Regions from separate parts of the Mus musculus genome. Here region 2 is linked to region 1. Evidence: chromatin contacts called from public HiChIP or PLAC-seq data. All regions are on one chromosome and are shown on one strand. Each heading gives the region's core, a stretch centred on a gene start, on an enhancer-like site or on the middle of the called end of the contact. The rest is flanking DNA. Distances are from core to core; before and after follow the strand shown. Region 1 has its middle 35 kb from the start of Gm41323. Region 2 has its middle 24 kb from the start of Samd12.

Region 1 (7,180 bases), core at 2,779-5,278:
GGTTATTAGCCCAGAAACTTAGAATACCCAAGATATAAGATACAACTTGCCAAACGCATGAAATTCAAGAAGAACGAAGACCAAAGTGTGGACACTTTACCCTTTCTTAGAAATGGGAACAAACACCCATAGAAGGAGTTACAGAGACAAAATTTGGAGCTGTGACGAAAGGATGGACCATCTAGTGACTGCCATATGCAGGGATCCATCCCATAATCAGCTTCCAAATGCTGACACCATTGCATACACTAGCAAGATTTCGCTGAAAGGACCCAGTTATAGCTCTCTCTTGTGAGACTATGTCTGGACCTAGCAAACACAGAAGTGGATGATCACAGTCAGCTATTGGATGGGTCACACGGCCCCTAATGGAGGAGCTAGAGAAATTACCCAAGGAGCTATAGGGAACTGCAACCCTATAGGTGGAACAACAATATGAACTAACCAGTACCCGGGAGCTCTTGTCTTTAGCTGCATATGTATCAAAAGATGGCCTAGTCGGCCATCACTGCAAAGAGAGGCCCATTGGACTTGCAAACTTTATATGCCCCAGTACAGGGGAACGCCAGGGCCAAAAAGGGGGAGTGGGTGAGTAGGGGATTGGGGGGGTGGGTATGGGGGACCTTTGGGATAACATTGAAAATGTAAATGAGGAAAATACCTAAAAAAAAAAAAGAATACCCAAGATATAAGATACAATTTGCTAAACGCATGAAACTCAAGAAGAACTAAGACCAAAGTGTGGACACTTTGCCCCTCCTTAGAATTGGGAACAAAACACCCATGGAAGGAGTTACAGAGACAAAGTTTGGAGCTGTGTCAAAAGGATGGACCATCTAGAGCCTGCCATATCCAGGGTTCCATCCCATAATCAGCTTCCAAATGCTGACACCATGTCATATACTAGCAAGATTTTGCTGAAAGGACCCAGATATAGCTGTCTCTTGTGAGACTATGCCGGGGCCTAGCAAACACAGAAGTGGATGATCACAGTCAGCTATTGTATGGATCACAGGGCCCCCAATGGAGGAGCTAGAGAAAGTCCCCAAGGAGCTAAAGGGATCTGCAACCCTATAGGTAGAACAACATTATGAACTAACCAGTACCCTGGAGCTCTTGACTCTAGCTGCATATGTATCAAAAGATGGCCTAGTCGGCCATCACTGGAAAGAGAGGCCCATTGGACTTGCAAACTTTATATGCCCCAGTACAGGGGAATGCCAGGGCCAAAAAGTGGGAGTGGGTTGGTAGGGGAGTGGGAGCGAGGGTATGGGGGACTTTTGGGATAGCATTGGAAATATAAATGAGGAAAATACCTAATAAAAAGTATTAAAAAAAAAGAGGGAGACAGAAGGGGCAAATAGTAAATAAGAAGGTAAAAGGCAGAGTGCTGCATTATTTGATTTTATTTGATCCCTTCTCCCTTAAAACTATGACAGTCATGAAAAACTGATATTGAGCGTGGAAAGCATAGAAGGTATTGAGTTTCATTTCAAAGTGGTGTAGTGATAGACAAACGCAACACTAGAGGAATCGAGATCAGAGATGGAGCAGGGCTGCTGCTATAAAACTCTTGGGAACTAGCAGAAATATTGTGGCAATGTTCTCTAAGGCCTTGAAAATGAGAAGGTCAACATACTTACTTTAAAAAAAGATTTATTGATTTTATCTATGAGTGTTTTCTCTTCATGTGCAGCTGTGTGCCAAAAAAGTGCATTGAAGCTAACAGGACTACAGTTTTACCTGGTTGTAATTTGCCATGTGGATGCTGGGAATTACCTCTGGAGGAACAACCAGTGCTCCTAACGAATGAGCTATCTCTCCGGTTACACACTTTTCTTACCTCCCATGATCAAGAGAGTAATTAAAAGCTTTTATACATAAAGAATTATGCCACAAAAGCACAACAGTGGCATTTAAGGATGTAGAATAAGAATAGCTGGGTGTGGTATCACACACCTTTAATGCCAGCACTCAAAAGCTGGAGGTTGGCTAATGTGTGTGAGTTCAATGCCAGCCTGGTCTATATATTGAATTTTAGAACAGCCAGAGCTTGATATTGAGACCCTGTCTTGATAAATGAATAAATAAATAAATTAGAAGAAATAATTGATTTCTTGGATTCATTGGATGTGGAAGAAGGGATTTCTTGTAGTGTTTTTTTTTTTTATTATTATACGTGAGTATAAAGATATACATTGAAAAGCTATAAGAAGTTATCTTAATAAAGTGATTAGGAATAAAAGATATTTTAGGAAAAGAAAGTGCTATAGTTAAGTATTTGGATAAAATTATCCTCCAACGAGTGGACAATGTCCCTATTAGACACGACAGGCTAACAAATAAAAAGTTCAATACCAGGAATGAATTACCATTTTTGGACTTGTTAGCCAACAAGTACCATAGACTTCACATACAGGGTAAACAGGGTATTGCTATTTCTCTTGGTCACCTTCTAGAACTTTTTGTTATCCTATTGCTGAAGACACTACATACTTTAGTAAAGACACTACGTTTTCCATAGGACATGGAAAAATCAAGTCAGTATTAAACTGAATGATGCGTCCATGCTGTGTCACTTTTGTAGCTCCCAAAGGTGCTATGACTATCACTGGAGTAGAAAAGCAATCTCTAGTCTTGTCTTACTTAGCTGTGAACCCTGTGAACTACAATAATGACTATCCTGATAAGACCTGCCTGCTGGTAGAATAATGGCAGTAATGCTATGGAAGTAACCAAATTCTTTGTGGGGAAGGGGATGGATTTAGGCCCACTGCACAGATAGAACCCATATCTGACATTGTTACTAGGATCAAGAACCTGTGGCTAGATAGGTTATAGGCTCTAGAGGAGAATCTGTTACTATTATGATGCTAAATGAACAGAATATTAAACCAACTCATACTAAGTTATCACTATACTCATAAGTTAGTAGATCTCTCAACTCTAGTCACTAGAGAATCTTCTTACAGTAGAAGGCAATGAATACAAAGCCATTCTACTGGCCAGTGAGCAGCGAATAAAAGACTATAGTATGCTCAGCCCTGAATAGTATGTTTATATTATACCCTTTCCCCAAAGGCCCAGGGACCACCATGAGAAAGGAGTAAGAAAAATTGTAAGAAGTAACAATAAGGACTCAACAGAGCAGTTGTGTATATGAACTCACAGCAGCTGTGACAGCATAAAATGACCTGCATATGCTCAAGATAAAAATACAATCTCATCATCATGGGAAGGGAAAAATGGGTATAGACTCCCATCCCTGGATAAGGAGTTATTGGCAATTAATAGCTTCCAGGAGAGGAAGAGCTGGATTGGTTTATGGGTATGAGCCATAGTAAGAAGACTGTACATCAGGGGTAGCCTTACACCCAAGAGTAACTGGGCAGTACAACTGAACTTCATGGGTTAAAAAAGAGCAAACCCAAACTTGGATGTCTAGAGAGGTGGGGCAAATTTAAGTGTAGTTGGTGAATACGATACAAATGTTTATGAAATTCTCAAACAATTAACAAAAATATTATTTTAAAATGATAGGAATGATAGGGCTTCATTAAAAAGGAACCCATTCAATCTACTACTGGCAGGGCAGTGTGAGCTGCTTTGAAAATACGTAAGGAAAGGTGTCCGGTACCGTACTAGACTCTACTTTTTAAGCAGGTCAAACTCTAGCTCCACTGCCTTTGAATTATGAAGCATTAAACAAATTATCCAATCTCTTGGAGCCTTGGCTCCCTCCACTATACATTGCTTGCTATGAAAATACACAAGAAAACACTTTTCCCAACACCCTGAATGTAACTAGATGTCAGCTATCAGTGTTTCTTCCACATGTTTAATTTGGTGCAAATGAGTGCGTATTTCACATTATGTGTGCAGGATAATCTTTTTGCTTCTATTGACAGATCGTTTTGTGAACCTTGGAGACAGCAAGAAACTTTTCCAGCTCTTCTGGCAGCAAGGGTGGGGCTATGACTCTTGATTTCTTTCTTTTGGCAAAGAAGAGTTTTCACACAGAGGTAGCATAAATTTGCCTCTCTAAGGGAGGGTGGGGGCTGAGGGTGTTGCTGGGGCGGCTACCACCACCACCACCTAACAGCTTTTCTTGGGAAACTGACCACTCCCTACTGATTTGTTATCATGCTAAACGGTGTCTCCACCCTTCCTAGCTGAAGCTTTTGCAGCTGTTCTGAGGAGACCAGCTGAAAGAGGTCGTTAGGACTCAGAAACAGCTGGGATCTTTAAAGATCTGTCAGCAGCTCCCAGCAAAGTTCCAACACCCTGAGGTAATGATGGGAGGCGGGGTGGGTCTCAGAGGAAGAGCTGATTATGCAATAAGCTAAAGCCCCTTTGATATCTGGTGACAGCTATTAAGAAACTGGCAAGCTGGAGAAGGACATAGGGAAAGCTGGTGAGAGAAGACGTTTCTCTCTAGGGATGGGTTGAAGGCAAACAAATGAGATCGGCTGGGAGATGTCCAGGGTGGGATACAGGAGAAATTTTAAGGCTTTGGGGAATGGCGAACTCATAATTAGCTGGTCAGAACAATCAATAGTCATGCCGATTGTCATTTGCTTACAAATTGCACACCTGGTATCTCTCAGAAAAACCTGGCCACAGACATATTATATTTTCTCCTCTGAAGGTTATGAACAAGAATAGTGTCATCACCCATCACAGCCTCAGCCTTGGGATCCTTGGTCTGAGAATTCCAACACAGAGAACACAGAAACCTTGAAGTTGTAACGGAGGCTGGAGGGGGAGTAGTATTTCCAATAACCACTTGGACAGTTTACAGGAAGACTACACATGAGCTGGGGTTAGACACTAAGCTTTTCATATCCAGAGATTATCACCGTGTATTTTTGGTTCTTTGTATGTTTTACTTGTAAGTTTTAAAAGCTTAACTCTAAACAATATATGGGGAATATTTCCTCATTGATATTCCTTCCTAGGGTCGAAAAGAGTACAGTTTCCTGTTCTAAAACTCATTTAAAAAAAACCCTTTTAAGACAGAATTTCCAAGAACACCATGGTCACTAGAAGCATGGGATATACATGCCTATTTTCTTTGTGATGGGGGATGTGTGAGCATGGGCCCAAACATCTGAAACTGTGAACCAACCCAATCTTGTCTCTTTCAGAATGTTTCTTTGAGGTATTTTATGACAGTCATACAAAGCCGACTAACACAAATACCAATGCCACAAGTTAGTCTAGGCTTTCTGAAGACAGAACCCAGAAGCAAACAGGCCTGTCTCAAACCCTCAAGGTGTCAGACTTACTGGTTAGTCAAGATCAAACAGGTGATAATTACAGTCAGTGTCACAGGGGAAGAAGAGAGATTGTGTGTGTGTGTGTGTGCATGTGGATGCATGTGCCCATGCTTGCATGAGTGTGTAGAGGTCAGGAGTTACAGAGAGTGTCTGTCTTCCTCTCTCCTTCAGCTTGTCATTTGAGACTCGGCTCATCACTGAATCTGGGGTTTACACTGGCTGGCCAGTGGGCTTCAAGTCTGACTCTTTTGCACTGGGGTTCCAGCCAGCACTATCTACCATGCCCAACTTTTCCAAGAGGGCCATGGATCCAATTTCAGGTGCTTACGCTCATACAGCTGGCAATGTACAGACTAAACCATCCCTTGAGCACTGTAAGCAAGAGATTTTGAGTGAGAAGGTCTGGATGTGAGACATGCTGTGCCACTTTCTAGTCATGTGACCTTAAATGCTTATGTAATCTCTGAGTCTCACTTTTGTCATCACACAAAGCGAATGGTGCTATTTATCTCCCAGTGCTATGGTGATGCAGAATAACATTTGATCTCGCGCGCGCCAGACTGGCCAGCAGTAACGACTCTGCACATGTTTATTGGGAGAACTTGATTGCAGAGGCAAAGAGACCCCGAGCCCAGAACTGGTGCTGCTTATATAGGCCTAGGAGAGGCGTGTCTCACACCCGGATTGGTTATGCACTATGCCTCATTTGCATGTTCCTCATCTGATTGGCTACTCTCTCTGTACCTCACAGAGCCTCATTATCATGCCTCATTTGCATGTCTCACATCTGTTGGTTATACTCTCAAAGCCTCATTATCATGCCCAGGCCAGGCAGTGTCTTTGCAAAAAACTTTACTGCATATGTACACATTGGTTGTTTGTCCAAACTTATGCGTGGTGGCCAGCAGTAGTCAGTGCCACTCTGCAACAGCACATGTGGCTTCCCACATCTGGAGAAAAGTGATTGCAAATTGTACAGCTCGGCAGCCATATTCGTTAGATGCTTATCGTGTTAGAAATACCAAGAAAGCACTGGTGAGAACAACAGAGGATGGCTCTGACTGCAGAGAAGGCTCAGCAGGAGACAGTGATTCAGGAAGTCTCACATAAAATCTGGGTTAAGATTTCAAAGAGTTTTGAGTATAGTCTGGGATAAGGAGACAAATGCAAGGGAAAAATAGCGTTCTTCCAGCCTCTTATCCATAATTCGCATTTTGAACCTCTAAATATACAACCTAGGGACACTCTTGTTTCACTAGAGAGTACTTGTTCAACAAATACTGAAAAGTTGGGCAAACCAGGAGCTCAGAGACCTTATGGCTCTTAAATTGTCCAAAGGGCCTATTATTTTCAATGATGGAACTAGTCCAGTGTCTTCTGAAGTTGCAGAAAAACCCTGATCTCAATTAAAAGATAAATTACTTGATTAATTACCAAGTGCTTTCTTGCCAAGTTGATGGGGACAAGTCAATAAGGTCAACTTGATTTTTTTTTCTCTTGTCACTAAAGGCATGCTTTAAAAACTTTTGTGTGCCTTCTCCGGGGACTTGCTCAAGATACCCAGCATCATAAGCTTGAAATAGGAGTTAAAGCAGTTCTGTAACTCTGTGGATGCCCTCTAACTCCGTTTGGTAGATTTGGGCCTTTTCAGGTGAAAAACTAATTCATGGGTAAACACTGAATAAGGCTTTAAGGTAACTGGAAGATAACAAGAGCCAAGCACGTGGGTAAAAGAAAATCAGAATAGCTCTTCGAAAAAAAGCTTTGGGCAGAATGAGCCTCTGAGCAATTATGAGCTGTAGAATGGTGATAGATATATTTTGAGGTTGAAATATATAATATATTATAAAGATATAATATATAATACATTTACAGGAATATCACCCTTCTTTCTGGGGCTT
Region 2 (7,180 bases), core at 3,127-5,626, 960 kb before region 1:
AAGGAGGGGAACGTCATACTCATCAAAGGTAAGATGAACTCTCAATTCTGAATATCTATGCTCCAAATGCAAGGGCAGCCACATTCATTAAAGAAACTTTAGTAAAGCACAAAGCACACATTGCACCTCACACAATAATAGTGGGAGACTTCAACAACCCACATTCATCAATGGACAGACCATGGAAACAGAAACTAAACAGGGACACAGTGAAACTAACAGAAGTTATGAAACAAATGGATCTGACAGATATCTACAGAACATTTTATCCTAAAACAAAAGGATATACCTTCTTCTCAGCACCTCATGGTACCTTCTCCAAAATTGACCATATAATGGGTCACAAAACAGGCCTCAACAGATACAAAAATATTGAAATTGTCCCATGCATCCTATCAGATCACCATGGACTAAGGCTCATCTTCAATAGCAAAATAAATAATAGAAAGCCAGCATTCATGTGGAAACTGAACAACACTCTTCTCAATGATACCTTGGTCAAGGAAGGAATAAAGAAAGAAATTAAGGACTTTTTAGAGTTCAATGAAAATGAAATTGGAAAGGAAGAAGTCAAAATATGACTTTTTGCAGATGATATGATAGTATATATAAGTGACCCTAAAAATTCCACCAGAGAACTCCTAAACCTGATAAACAGCTTCAGTGAAGTAGCTGGATATGAAATTAACTCAAACAAGTCAATGGCCTTTCTCTATACAAAGAATAAACAGGGTGAGAAAGAAATTAGGGAAACAACACCCTTCTCAATAGTCACAAATAATATAAAATATCTCGGTGTGACTCTAACTAAGGAAGTGAAAGATCTGTATGATAAAAACTTCAAGTCTCTGAAGAAAGAAATTAAAGAAGATCTCAGAAGATGGAAAGATCTCCCATGCTCATGGATTGGCAGGATCAATATAGTAAAAATGGCTATCTTGCCAAAAGCAATCTACAGATTCAATGCAATCCCCATCAAAATTCCAACTCAATTCTTCACAGAGTTAGAAAGGCACATTTATCTGGAATAACAAAAAACCTAGGATAGCAAAAACTCCTCTCAATGATAAAAGAACCTCTAGTGGAATCACCATGCCTGACCTAAAGCTTTACTACAGAGCAATTGTGATAGAAACTGCATGGTTCCTGTATAGCGACAAGCAAATAGACCAATGGAATAGAATTGAAGACCCAGAAATGAATCCACACACCTATGGTCACTTGATCTTTGACAAGGGAGCTAAAAACATCCAGTGGAAATGAGACAGCATTTTCAACAAATGGTGCTGGCACAACTGGCGGTTATCATGTAGAAGACTGAGAATTGATCCATTCCTATCTCCTTGTACTAAGGTCACATCTAAGTGGATCAAGGAACTTCACATAAAACCAGAGACAGTGAAACTTATAGAGATGAAAGTGGGGAAAATCCTTGAAGATATGGGCACAGGGGAAAAATTCCTGAATAGAACAGCAATGGCTTTTGCTGTAAGATGGAGAATAGACAAATGGGACCTCATAAAATTGCAAAGCTTCTGTAAGGCAAAAGACACCACCAATAAGACAAAGAGGCCACAAACAGATTGGGAAAGGATCTTTACCGATCCTAAACCAGATAGGAGACTAATATCCAACATACATAAAGAACTCAAGAAGGTAGACTCCAGAAAATCAAATAACCCCATTAAAAAATGGGGCTTAGAAGTAAACAAAGAATTCTCACCTGATGAATAACGAATGGCTGAGAAGCACCTGAAAAAAATGTTCAGCATCCGTAATCATCAGGGAAATGCAAATCAAAACAACCCTGAGATTCCACCTCACACCAGTCAGAATGGCTAAGATCAAAAATTCAGGTGACAGCAGATGCTGGTGAGGATGTGGAGAAAGAGGAACATTCCTCCATTGTTGGTGGGATTGCAAGCTTGTACCACTCTGGAAATCAGTCTGGCAGTTCCTCAGAAAATTGGACATAGTACTACTGGATGATCCCACAATACCTCTCCTGGGCATATACCCAGAAGATGTTCCAACTGGTAGGAAGGACACATGCTCCAGTATGTTCATAGCAGCCTTATTTATAATAGCCAGAAGCTGGACAGAACCCAGATGTCCCTCAACAGAGGAATGGATACAGAAAATGTGGTACATTTACACAATGGAGTACTACTCAGCTATTAAAAACAGTGAATTTATGAAATTCCTAGCCAAATGGATGGACCTGGAGGGCATCATCCTGAGTGAGGTAACCCAATCACAAAAGAACTCACATGGTATGTACTCACTGATACGTGGATATTAGCCCAGAAACTTAGAATACCCAAGATACAAGATACAATCTGCAAAACACATGAAACTCAAGACAAATGAAGACCAAAGTGTGGATACTTGGCCCCTTCTTAGATTTGGGAACAAAACACCCGTGGAAGCAGTTACAGAGACAAAGTTTGGAGCTGAGACAAAAGGATGGACCATCTAGAGACTGCCATTTCTGGGGATCCATCCCATAATCAGTCTCCAAATGCTGACACCATTGCATAAACCAGCAAGATTTTGCTGAAAGGACCCTGATATACCTGTCTCTTATGAGGCTATGCTGGGGCCTGGCAAACACAGAAGTGGATGCTCACAGTCAGCTATTGGATGGAACACAGTGCCCCCAATGGAGGAGCTAGAGAAAGTACCCAAGGATCTAAAGGGGTCTGCAACCCTATAAGTTGAACAACAATATGAACTAACCAGTACCCCTGGAGTTCCTGTCTCTAGTTGCATATGTATCAGAAGATGGCCTAGTTGTCCATCATTGGGAAGAGAGACCCCTTGGTCTTGCAAACTTTATATGCCTCAGTATAGGGGAATGCCAGGGCCAAGAAGTGGGAGTGGGGGGGGGGATGGTCTGGGCGATTTTTGGGATAGCATTTGAAATGTTAATGAAGCAAATACCTAATTAAAAAATAAATTGAAAAAAATATCATAAAATATTTAAGGCATTTTCATCATGCCAAGGTGTTCTTTGTTTATTTGTAGTCAGTCTCTATACCTTCTCCAAACCTAGGGAACCACAGATCTGCCTTGTTTGTCTTCATGTGTGCCTCTCCTGAATATATCATATGTAGAGAATGAAATAATGCCCAATCACGTGTTTCTGGATTTCTTCACTTAGCAATGTTCCTTAGTTTCTTTTGGTAAGCCTGTTCAGTTTTATGACAACTTGATGTTTTGCTTATGCAGTCACTAGATATTAGACATTTAGATTGCTAGGGGATTTTATGTTACAATAATGCTACAGAAATCTATTGATGATCATTTTCTTTTTTTTCTTGGGTAAGCAGTTAAATATGGAACTCTTATGTGCTATGCTGTGAAAGACTCCCACAAAATTTAATGCTCTGAAAACTTAATTTTCATGCAAAAATATTGAGAATTGGGAATATTAAAAGAAACAGATTTGGCTTTGGCAGCTTCATTAATGACTTGAGGCTGCGAACAAAAGAAAGATAGTTTATGAAAGAGCAGTTTACCTCAACATTCCTCTTCCATGCTTTCTGTCCACGTGGGCCTTCATCTTCATATCAGACTGAAGACGTCAGTCCTCAGCTTTCTATCCCACAGGATGATATTTTAAGAATATTTTTGGTATAGATAACTTACTCAGTTTGTGAAATTATCTTATAATAACAGATTAGAATGTAGGGTCATATGGGAATCTATTAGGAAAGTGGAAACCTATTTTCTAAAAAGAGTTGTAACCTTTTGCATCTGTAATGTGTAAGAGTTCTAGTTTTTCTACATCCTCCCAACCCTCAGCTTTGTTTCCTTTTTAATATAGCTACTCTTGTGCATATAAAGAGATAGTATGGTTTTAATTTGCATATTCTTAATAAATAATGACATTGAGCATCTGTTGTTTATTTTTGGTTGTCTTCTCTGGTGAGAATAGTCAAGTCCCCCAACCACTACTGACTGAGTGGTTGGCCTCATTACAATGGAAGTATCAGTGTTCTTTGTGTATTTTAGACCTGAGTTCTTTATGAAACACATACTTTGTAATAGTTTTCTAAGGTTAGTCACTTCGTTTTCTCAATACTGTCTTGAGAGCCCCCTCTGAGCTCAGATACTTACAATATCTGCTTACTTGAAACTAGTCAGGAGACCAGTTTTCAGTTCATTTGGCTAAGAGAAATGACTATGAATCAATTTTAACTTTTCTAAAGTCTTAATTTGCATCTGAAACAAAAGACTGGCTTGGCTTCTGGCTTTTGCATCTGAAACAAAAGGCTGGCTTGGCTTCTGGCTTTGGACAAGGCCTGCTAGAGGGAAAAGAGAGGAATTTTCAGAAGCACAGGAATGTGGGTCCTGAACACCTGCTGAGATTTCAATAGAAGTTCACTGGGATCTGTGGGGCATTGGGCTATGCAGACAGGCTGGTCTCCAGTCGAGCTAAGATGCTGAACCCTGGGGACCTGGTAGTCATAATTTACCTACATGGGATGGAAGGAGTTCTCTCATGCTCCTGGAACTCTGGCTCCTGCCTAAGTTACCTCCCCCCCCAGACCCCCCCACAAGAGAAGCATGGCTAGAAGTAATAGGCAATGTCCCAAGCTTCTGACCTTCAGGCTAAATTCCTCCCCAGTTACCTAGCAACCAAAAAGATAGCAGCTCACATTAAAAGGGACAGTTTTGCCCCTCCTTGCTCTCTCACTCCTCTCATTTCTTTGTTCTTTTGCTCTTACTCCCCTCTCCTCTCACTCTCTCTCTCTCTCTCCCTCTCTCTCTCTCTCTCTCTCTCTCTCTCTCTCTCTCTCTCTCTCTCGCTCACTCGCTCTTCTTTCCCCCTTTGTCTCCTCTTGGCCATGGCAGGCCCCTCTCTCTCTCTTACCTTCTCCTTTTCCCCCTGCCTTTCTATAATAAAGCTCTAAAACCATAGACAGTCTCTGCTCATAAAGGCGCACTCTCACATGCGTTGGAACCTCTTTCCTCTTTCCTCTGTCCCATAACCCTGGGGCTACAGAGTGTGGCCCTGGGGCCCCCAGGTCAGGGCTGCCCCTTGTCCACCCCCGTAGAGTGGGCCAGAGGCTTGGATGCCCACCTGGGAAAGCCCTCCCACGTCTGCCTGTCCAGAGCATAGGTGGAACTCTGGCGGGACGTGGGTCCTTCCTTCCCCTTTCCCGGGGCCCTTTTTAGTTCCCACAGGGATCTGAACATATATTTTGGAAGGTTCAACTCACAAATATAAACTTTCTCTCTACTTTTTTAGATGTCCTTTTAACCTTGTCTCCTTAGTTTTGTAGTTTGCAGCATTACATATCTTGCATTTCTTTTATTAAATTTATCCTTAAATATTCTATTATTTGCAGAGGTGTTCTGAATGGAATTGTTTCCTAAATTTCATTTCCAGACTGTTCATTGCTAGTACATAAAATTACAATTGATTTTAGTGTATTGATCTTGTATCCCATGACCTCTCAAACTCATTCATTATTTCAAACAGATTTTCTTCCCTTAGGATTTTCTGCATAGAGGAGTGAGATTTCTTGCACATGTGTCTTATAGATTAAGAATTAGGACATCCTAATTTTAAACTAACCAAATAAGAATATACTCAGGTCATTCCTATAATGGGATACAAATGTGTAATGGAAGACTCTTCTGAGCCAGTTTAGAAATATCACCTGAAAGAGGGAGCAAGATTTGATTAACTTACCTAGACAACCAGAAATCAAGTTCACTGGAACTTTTGAGACCTTCCTAAGCATGGAAGTCTGAAAAACAACAAACAAACAAACAAACAAAAACAACAAACCCCACCTGTGCATCTTCTAGCTTAAACAGTCTGAAGCCAAAGCCTCACAGAAATGACTGGCTTCACAAGGTCCCCAAATGGATCTGGAAGCTACCAGACAGTGGCAATACTCAGCTGGTACACTCCAGCTGTCTCCAAAGGAATGGGAAGTATTGAGGCTTTGGTAAGGTCACAACCATACCCACCTCATTTTATAGCCAATAGAGGTCCTGTTGATGCCAGAAACAAGTACGAGCCTCAGTGATATGGTTTTCTCTAGTAGTGTCTACAAGCTGTGGTTCCTGCCACCACTGGACTGACTGAATTCTAGACTTCTTACCATTCTGAGCTAGAGTCACCTCATAGCTCTGAGCCTCCATTTTGTTTTTTGGTTTTTTTTCTTCAGTACACCAGGAGTATAATAACCTCCACCCCACACATAAACATAGGGTTCATCATGGACTAACGGAACATGTTGTAAAATATTCCCTACAGTGCCAAAATGCTAAACAAGTAGAAACCAAATACATTGACCCACTACCTCCAAGCTATTGATGTCTGAAACATGGCCCAGTTTTTCATATTTAGAGACTAAATTTGGGGTCAAATTTTTCACTGATATTGTGAAAAAAACTTTAAAAAGATATTTTAAGTTGTAAGAATATACACTATATTTTTGATAGAATCTGTTCGAAAGTGTTTTAAGGCATAGCTTCAGGGTAACCTTCAAAGATCCAGAAGACACAGAGTTTCCTAAAGATGCTGCACAGACAGAAACATGTCAACCCTCTCGTGGGATAGCATTCATTTCTTAAGATTCAAATGAACTCACTGGTTCTCCAAATACAAGATATAGCTATGGACTTAATGCCTTGAACTTGGGCAGAATTTCCTAATGAGGGAAATTAGGATGGGCCATGGACTTTCACTGGGGGAGGGCTAGAAGATTAAACTGTTCAATAAATGCATAAACAATAGAGATATCAGGTTGATGTGCTCAAATGAGACCATGTATCCAAGGAATGACTTCTGTCCTCACAAGCACACACACGCGCCCACACACACTCACACACACACACACACACACACACACACACACACACACTTAGACCCTAAAAAAATGTATGTTAGATTGTCACCAAATTTTACATCCTATGTTGTAATGTCTATTTAGTACCCCGCAACACTCCATGGGGTTGTTGGTTTTTATTTGCTTTGTTTTTTACTGCACTCTATACACATAAACTCACATATTTTGCCATTCTGAAGCAGTCATTATTGGGAAGTTAGAGTTGGACTAAAAAGAGATAGGAACACTCTAGTACAGCATGGCTCTCTGGATTTGGTGAATTAAGGTACAATGCAGTGTGTAGAGGGCACATGACCAAGTAAGATGAA

The links. HiChIP or PLAC-seq counts read pairs in DNA pulled down with a chosen protein or histone mark.
Region 2: an H3K27ac HiChIP or PLAC-seq map of embryonic stem cells shows a contact between it and region 1, with 4 times the contacts expected there. The contact joins two enhancer-like sites. A contact is called at or near these places in 3 of 115 datasets of contacts at active chromatin or transcription factors (all in embryonic stem cells) and 1 of 9 other capture datasets (embryonic stem cells).

Annotation. Positions count from the first base shown.
Region 1 is chr15:52,965,014-52,972,193 of GRCm38.p6, reverse strand. No RefSeq gene overlaps it. Among named protein-coding and RNA genes, the nearest start is that of Gm41323, 35 kb to the right of the region's middle. Within about 2 kb of position 4,028, at least 32 of the 459 cell types and tissues checked have an H3K27ac peak or open chromatin away from gene starts, as enhancers often do. A contact at or near this core is called in embryonic stem cells, where this site is marked.
Region 2 is chr15:53,922,892-53,930,071 of GRCm38.p6, reverse strand. No RefSeq gene overlaps it. Among named protein-coding and RNA genes, the nearest start is that of Samd12, 24 kb to the right of the region's middle. Within about 2 kb of position 4,376, at least 20 of the 459 cell types and tissues checked have an H3K27ac peak or open chromatin away from gene starts, as enhancers often do. A contact at or near this core is called in embryonic stem cells, where this site is marked.